2 separate regions of the Sus scrofa genome follow, and region 1 is linked to region 2. A link is a contact called in public Hi-C data. All regions are on one chromosome and are shown on one strand. The core of a region is the stretch at or near the end of the contact, and the rest is flanking DNA. Distances in the headings are between cores, read along the strand shown. Region 1 holds the start of RNF144A (E3 ubiquitin-protein ligase RNF144A). Region 2 holds the start of ID2 (inhibitor of DNA binding 2, HLH protein).

Evidence for each region. A called contact is a pair of places that touch in the nucleus more often than the background predicts.
Region 1: a Hi-C map of omental adipose tissue shows a contact between it and region 2, with 2.4 times the contacts expected there. The contact joins the promoter of RNF144A here to the promoter of ID2 in region 2. A contact is called at or near these places in 5 of 47 Hi-C or Micro-C datasets (embryonic fibroblasts, heart right ventricle, mesenteric adipose tissue and 2 more).

Annotation. Positions count from the first base shown.
Region 1 is chr3:128,865,760-128,869,625 of Sscrofa11.1, reverse strand. It overlaps RNF144A (E3 ubiquitin-protein ligase RNF144A), which reads left to right and starts at 2,523. Exons shown (of 11, transcript XM_021087902.1): 1 at 2,523-2,737.
Region 2 is chr3:127,500,956-127,504,741 of Sscrofa11.1, reverse strand. It overlaps ID2 (inhibitor of DNA binding 2, HLH protein), which reads left to right and starts at 1,535. Exons shown (of 3, transcript NM_001037965.1): 1 at 1,535-1,979; 2 at 2,358-2,421; 3 at 3,211-3,786. The coding sequence starts at 1,632. The coding sequence ends at 2,414. It overlaps LOC106509912 (a long non-coding RNA gene), which reads right to left and starts at 1,233. Exons shown (of 3, transcript XR_002342872.1): 1 at 493-1,233.

The sequences.
Region 1 (3,866 bases), core at 1,274-3,773, 1.4 Mb before region 2:
TGCTCTCTGCCTGGGCGCCCCTTCCCCACAGGCTTTCGCTTTGTCAGCCCCTGTGTCTCCTCAGACCATGCATTTCCCAGTGTCAGACAGGAGGCCACGCTCGGGCCCTGGAAGGGGCGCCCCTGGCTGTAACAGAACCATCCAGCACAGAACCTTGCCTTTAGTAGGTCTTCAAAGAGGAGGGGCATATTCAGAAGTGGGTGATGAGTCCCACTGCCCGCAGTCACAAACACCATGGGTATCTTTTCAAATGAGCTTGATATGACAAAGCTCTCAGTGAGGAGCTCCTGATGTGGTACGGTGGGTTAAGGATCTGGCATTGCTGCAGCTGTGGTGTAGGTCACAGCTTCGTCTCAGATTTTATCTCTGGCCTGGGAACTTCTATATGCCACAGGTGCGACCATAATACAAAACCAAAAAGCCAAAAAAACAACCAAAAAAAAACCCCTGAAAACATCTGGGTAAGATGGCTGAGAGCCCCGACCCGTGCAGAGGACTGGATTGAAAACCATCCAGTGATGGGTGGGCGTGACCTTGAGAAACACAGGCTGCTTATCTGAGAGACCAGGAAGGTTGTTCAGCAGCACAGCTCAGAGCAGATGACTCTGGCAGTTAGGCTGCACAGGCCCCATGTGAAACCCCACACAACAATTACTTCATGGCTGTTCTGCAGAATCTTATGACCTGATAATCAGAGAGAAGTGTAACAGATGCCATGATCAGCATGGAGACACACTATTATACAATGTCACCAGGAATCTGGGGATGGGGGAGGCACTGGTGGATTAGGAAGACTCCAGGAAGAATAAGTGCATCTGAGATGCCCTGGATGGCCTGATGCAAATGGCATCATCGGGGTGGCATCCTCTTTCCCCATGTCCCCCACAACAGTCGTGTTAATGGCCGCAAACACACGTGGGAAGGAAGTCACAGGTACACACACATGCACACACACAGACACACGCATCCCCGGGGAAGCACGTACAAGTCTCAATGGCACAGGTGGGTAAGAGGCTGGTGTGTGCACCTCATCACTCCCGGGGCAGCCTCAGCTGTTTCCTCCCCACTTGACTCCCAATGTCCCTGCTTACCACAGAAACATCTGCATCTCAGCACGGACCCATTTATCACCTTCCCTGTGTGTCTGCTGCCATCCTCTCATTCATTCATAGAATCACTCATTCACAAGGAGTATCACACCCCTACCTCCCAGGTACCACAAGCAGAGGATGGGGCGGGGGTGGGGCTTATATTTTCTGTGAAGCTTAGGCCTTTCTGCAGAACTATTGTCATTTTCAAGTGCTGGTAAGATTCTTTCCATTGTGCCTTTTGCTTGAATGATGACATTTGCACAAAGAATTTGACAGAGGCATCAGAAATGCTCATTCATATTTGGGGGAGGGAAATATTTACCAGAATAACTGCTCAATGTAGAGGAGATGGATTTGTGATTTTTTTTTTTTAAAGATGTATATGCAGTAGAGGAAGACAAATTATGCAGAATGTCAAGACAGTTAGGAATCTTGTTTAATTGGGGGAAAATGAGACAGGGAACAGCTAAGGGTGATGGAGTGAATCCTGAACATTTTCCAGTTACGTCGATACTTCTTTATGCATATCTGCCTTACTGAATCCCTGCCAAGATCTGCATTTTTCAGATAAGAAAATGGAAGCACAACAAAGTTAAGTAACTTAAGGTCACGCGGCTGGTAGGTGATGCATCAGAATTCAGAGGCGAGGCTGTGGAGGGAGGGCGCCGAGGAAGGGACCTGTGATGTGGGTTTCCCCTCACTTCTGCAGAAAAGAGCGTCTCCTTTGAAGAAAGCATTCTTCATACACACCGGTTATTTCTGTTCAACTCTGCATGCCTGAGACACATGATTTAGCGCTTGGGTAACTTCTACCAGAGGGAGTGGCAAAGATAAATCTTACAGGAAAATTCTACCTTCAAAGATCTTGGACTCTAACAAGCTGGGAACCCTAAGAATAGGAAAGAAATTGCTGTGCCAGGAACTCTGGAATCCACAGAACGGAGGGACTGCCAAGTTGCCCCCTCTCCTCCATCCTTCAAAGCGATGAGGGAGTGGGGCAGAAAGACATGTGACGCTGGCACAGCAAGGCCCTCAGCCTTCATCGCGAGGTCCTCACATGCCAGGGCATCAGGCCGAGGTTCTAGGGGGCCCGATCTGGTCGGTGGCAGGACTGGAGCCCTGGCCTCCTGCGCAGCCGGAGAGGGTTTCTACCGCCGGCCAAGCGTGTTTGGGGCTCACCCACTACTCTCCGAGCTGGCTCATCTTGAGGCCCCGGAGCATCCGCCTCAGGGACGGTCTTCTGGCCGCCGCCGGACGAGGCGCCTCGTGATCCCCTGGGCGGCGTGGGCCCCGTGGTCCTCGGTGGGCGAGCGGGAGTCCCCGGGCCTGCGCGGCCGAGGGCGGGGCGCGGCGGGCGGGCGGGCTGGCGGCAGGGGGCGCTGCGCGCCGGGCGGGGGCGCTCGGGCCGAGCCTCTGCGCCCCGCGTCTTTGTGCCGCTCGCGCCGCCGCCCACTCTCCCCCCGCGGGCGGTGCGCCCCGGCTGGAGGGCGGGCGGGAATAAAGGGCGGCTCCGGGCAGGGCGGCGCGGGCGGCCCACTTGCAGCGCGGACCCAGGCACCCGACCGCGGACCTCGGCGCGGAGCTCGGAGCCCCGCCCGCGGCCGAGCAGGAGCGGCGGCCCCGGGGCCCCAGCCGCGCGGGACCAGGTGGGTGTCGCGCGTCCCCTTTGTGTCCGTCTCGCGGGAGCTGGGCGCGGCCGAGGGGCCCGGTGGAGGTGGCGGTGCCGAGCCGGCTTCGGGCGCGGGGATCGGGCGGGGGCGATGGCGGGTCCGTGCCAGGGGCGCCACCCTGGCCTTGCCCCTCGGTGGCCCCAGGGCCGAGGACACGTTGGCTCTGCATCGGCATGTGCCCGCGCCCCGGCCCGTCAGGGGGAAGAGGTGGCGGGCGGGGACGGCTCTGGGTTGGGGGCTGCAGGACTCATGCCCAGTTCCAGGAGGTCTGGCGAGGGCGACCTGCTGGGGAGCGGGGAGGCGGCCAAAGGTCAGCCTGGTGGAGTGGGCGGGTGCCCTGTGAGCTCGGCGGTGCATGTCCAGATGCCCAGTGACCTCAGTGGCCCGCCTCCCTGCTTCCCAAACCGTCCTCTCCCAAGGGGTGCGCAGAAACTTCCTTGTTGGTCTAAGCACCCCACCAGCAGGCAGTGATGCCCCGACTCCCCTGCACCATCCCGGGCACCCAGCCCTGGGAACTCGTGCGAGCCGGGAGCCGTAGGGTCAGGCATGGGGAGAAAGGGGTTACTTTCTGTACCCTGATGGTCTCCATAGGCAGGTCTTAGGGTGATTGGTCACGACAAAAGTTCTCTCTCTGCCCTCTTCCCAGTGAAGAAGAAGAATAATAAACCCACTAGAAAAATATCCCACAGTTGCCTTGTGCCAGGCCTAAGGTGGGGAAGGCGGCCCAGGGAATCCTGCTGACCCTTGGGGAGGGAGCTCTGGTCTCTGAGCCAGGAACAGACCCCACTTGGTCTTGCTCTCAATTGTTGTGGGAAGGAAGCGCTTTCCTAGGAGGGGGGCCTGGGGATCTAATAAGGACACATTCCAGTGCACCGGCCAGGGGCAGCCGGCAGACAAGCTGTGTTGAAAAGTGTAAGATGGAAAATGAGGTGGTGCAGACCCTGCGGAGCTTGGGCGACTTCCCAGGAGGGCGAGGCCCGGAGAGGAGGGTCTGGGCTGCTGCTCAGGAGGGTGACAGAGCCATGCTTGAAGGTGGGGCGGGTTGCAGGTGGTAGAAGGAATCTGGGCAGAGGGAACTGCCCAGCAGAAGGAGGGGATGGAACTT
Region 2 (3,786 bases), core at 286-2,785:
CCCTCGGGCCACCAGCTGAAGAGTTAATCATTAATTGATGGAAAAAATACTGTGTCCCCATTATTAAACTTTGCTTTTTCTCCAGTTCTGCCCCCCCCCCCCGCCAAGTGCAAAGGAGATTGAGACAAAACATAAGATACTTAGAGACATCATGTTGTCTCAGATTTTCTAGCTTATTGTATTCTAGAGAAATATGGTTTTCAACACACTAATTTATCATGGTCTTCAGTTAAGCTAGAATTAATGTGTGAATTAACTGAAAAGGATTTGAGCAAGTAACTCCAAGCTTTGTAGAAAATGTAGATGGCAGAATAAGTTCTTCAAGATTTAATAGGGGAAAAGAGGGAAGGAAACAACCTGAACCTGCCCCTAAGGCTAGTGCTGAAAAGAGTCCAAACTTGGTATATGACAGATTTAAAGAACAACAACAACAACAGCAACAAAACAACAACAACAATGTGAAGATATCCACCACTGGCTGGAGCCACCTACCTGTCACAAAGCTTTAAAAATACAGTAGGACTGGAATGTGACACCAGAAATCACGACTTGTGCATAATTAATCACCTTACTTTGCCACCTACACTGCAGAGGACAGACTGGCAGCCTCGGAAGGCAGTGTACGTAAATACAGCTTCCATACGCAAATTCTCCTAATGATTTCCGCTTCGTAGGATCATTATCATAGATAGCCCTTCCTCCTTCTAGAAAAGGAAGCCAGAAAGCGTCCTGCGCTCAGAGCTCCTCAGCGATCAGCACAGGTTCCAATAAGCACTCACTTCACCGAGTTTACAACAACGCCTCCTGCGTTGCTCCGAGTTGCACGATCCCACACTAAACCTGTCGTTGAATGCGCGCGTGGGTGATTTTGGTTTTGTTTTTTACAAAGCTTTTCCTTATCTTAAGAGACCCAACTCACACTACAGACGTCACTTGGCGACGGCAAACTTATGTGCGTTTTCACTTTCTTCAGAAATGCTTTCTATCTTGCTGACATTCCGTGGGGCGCAGGGGACCGTGGTGGCTTTCCCTCCGCTGCGCAGACCTGGCCTCGGTGGCTGTGGTTTTAGGGATGCTCAAAGCCCCGAGGTGTAGAAGGCTTCCTCGGGAGACACCTTAGGGAGAGAGTCCGGCCTCGCCGTTGGGATTAACAGGGGATTAAGATGCACATTGAGGTTCCTGGGGTCTCCCCCTCCCCCACCCTGTCCGCGACCCCCTCCTCTACCCCCACCCGCTTCTCTCCCCCCAGCCCTCCCCTTCCCCTGCGCTCCCCTCCGGCCCGGCGCTTACTGTACTCTATTTACCACCCCAGCTGGGCTCGCGCCGCGGGGATTGGCTGCGAACGCGGAAGGACCGAGCGCTCGCCCCGCGCCCGCGCCGGCCAATGGGGGTGCCCGCCCGGCCTGATGGACGCGCCGCCCTCCACCAATGGGGACGCAAGGCAGCCGGATCGTGTGGCCCCGGCGAGCGCTGATAAAAGCCGCCCGGCCGGGCTCCCTGCTTCGTTCTGAGCCGAGCCTGGTGCCGAGCGTAGGAAGCTCTGCAGGCGGCGGCGGCGGCGGCAGCGGCGGCGTCCTGAGCTCCGGGGCAGCCCGCTCCCTCCTCCCGGTCTCTTCTTTCCTGCGGTCAGCATGAAAGCCTTCAGTCCAGTGAGGTCCGTTAGGAAAAACAGCCTTTCGGACCACAGCCTGGGCATCTCCCGGAGCAAAACCCCGGTGGACGACCCGATGAGCCTGCTGTACAACATGAACGACTGCTACTCCAAGCTCAAGGAGCTGGTGCCCAGCATCCCTCAGAACAAGAAGGTGAGCAAGATGGAAATCCTGCAGCACGTCATCGACTACATCTTGGACCTGCAGATCGCCCTGGACTCGCACCCCACTATTGTCAGCCTGCACCACCAGCGACCCGGGCAGAGCCAGGCATCCAGGACGCCGCTGACCACCCTAAATACGGACATCAGCATCCTGTCCTTGCAGGTAAGACCTGCTCCTGGTGCCCCGCTCGCGGCCGCGCAGCCGGGCGATGCCTGGGCTGCCACTGGCCGACCCATTGTCGAGACCGCCGGCCGCAGTCGGTGACTCACAAATGAGCTAATTAACTTCATTGTTATTAGTTTTAGTTTTTTTTGTTTTTTTTTTTTGTTTTTTTTTACAAATCTGCTGTAGATTGAGTTATGCGGGAAATTGCTGATAGGTTAGTTCTGAGAGGTTAACGCATCAATCTTTGAGTCTGCAATTAGCGTAAACGTCTTTACTGGAACTTGCTGTTCTATGGGCTACTTGGAAAAAGAAAAAAAAAAGCTCTTTCTCCTGAAGTTGTCTAACGTCGAGCCTTTTATCCCCGTTCTCTCGTAGGCTTCTGAATTCCCTTCTGAGTTAATGTCAAGTGACAGCAAAGCGCTCTGTGGCTGAATAAATGGTGAGTGTTTGCTTGTGCCACCGGTCGGTGAACCGGCACTCGGGGTGTGTGCGCGCGCGCGCGCGTGTACTTGCGAATCTGTAAAATGTTGGGTTTGGTAGATGAATGTGTACTTGGTTGTATAACACGTAGTACATTGTTTACGTGTACTAGATGTGAAGAGGCATCTGGCTCCTGTTACTCAAATTCACGGAAGATTTTCCTTAAAAAAAAAAAAAAAAATGCCAGTAACTATGGAAGGTGGCAGAGGAAACTGTGTAACTGTGTCCCGGTTTTATGTGCCAGTATCATGCCTGGGCTGTTTTCTGCTCATGCTCTGGTACTACGAGGTACTAACCCCCGTGTAATTAATCTTATCACCGCAAATTCCATCGGGATCCTCCCTCCCTAAAACTCCAGCCCTCTGGGACCAGGCTAGCCAAGCATTGCTGCCCTGTGCCTCAGCCCCTGTGATGTGGGATTCCGACTTCCCAATCTGTTAACTAAAGGGCTGTTTTCAATCAAATAATTGTTACAAGAAGCAGACTGGCGCCTATGAGCCCTGCCGCTGGAGATCCAAATAGGAGATTGCATTGGGAAGTTTTTCGCCTGAGTCTCTGCTATTTTAATGTTTAATTTGCGCTGTCGAGGCCGAGTGTGTGTCTTGCATCTGTGGACGCCAGGGTTTGCCCAATGTTTGAGTGTTTGGTTAAATGTTCAAACTGCGGCTTCCTCCTGGCGCCAGTCTGCCCGCCTCTGCCCTTAGGTTAAAATCTCCTAAACAGTCCTTTCTCTCTCGATCTTTTGCAGGTGTTCATGACTCTTCCCCCCCCCACACCCACCCCCTTTGCACAACAACAGCAACAAATCCACAGGCTCTTTTAAGGCGCTGAACTTATTTTTCAACCATTTCCCAAGGAGGACAAGTCAAATGGACCTTTAAAAAAAAAAAAATGGAAGGAAAACTAAGAACGGTCGACTTGCCCAGTGTTCTCTGACCTGGACTGTGTACTAGTTATTTATGAAAAAGACTTTTAAATGCCCTTTCTGCAGTTGGAAGGTTTTCTTTATATACTATTCCCACCATGGGGAGCGAAAAACGTTAAAATCACAAGGAATTGCCCAATTTAAGCAGACTTTGCCTTTTTTCAAAGGTGGAGCGTGAATACCAGAAGGATCCAGTATTCAGTTACTTACATGAAGTCTTTCGGTCAGAAATTACCTTTTTGACGCAAGCCTACTGAATGCTGTGTATATATTTATATATAAATATATATATATATTGAGTGAAACCTCGTGAACTCTTTCCTTAGAGTTTCCTTGTACAGCGGCAGAGATGTCAATTTCTGCATCAAAGTGTAATGATGTACTTATTCATGCTAAACT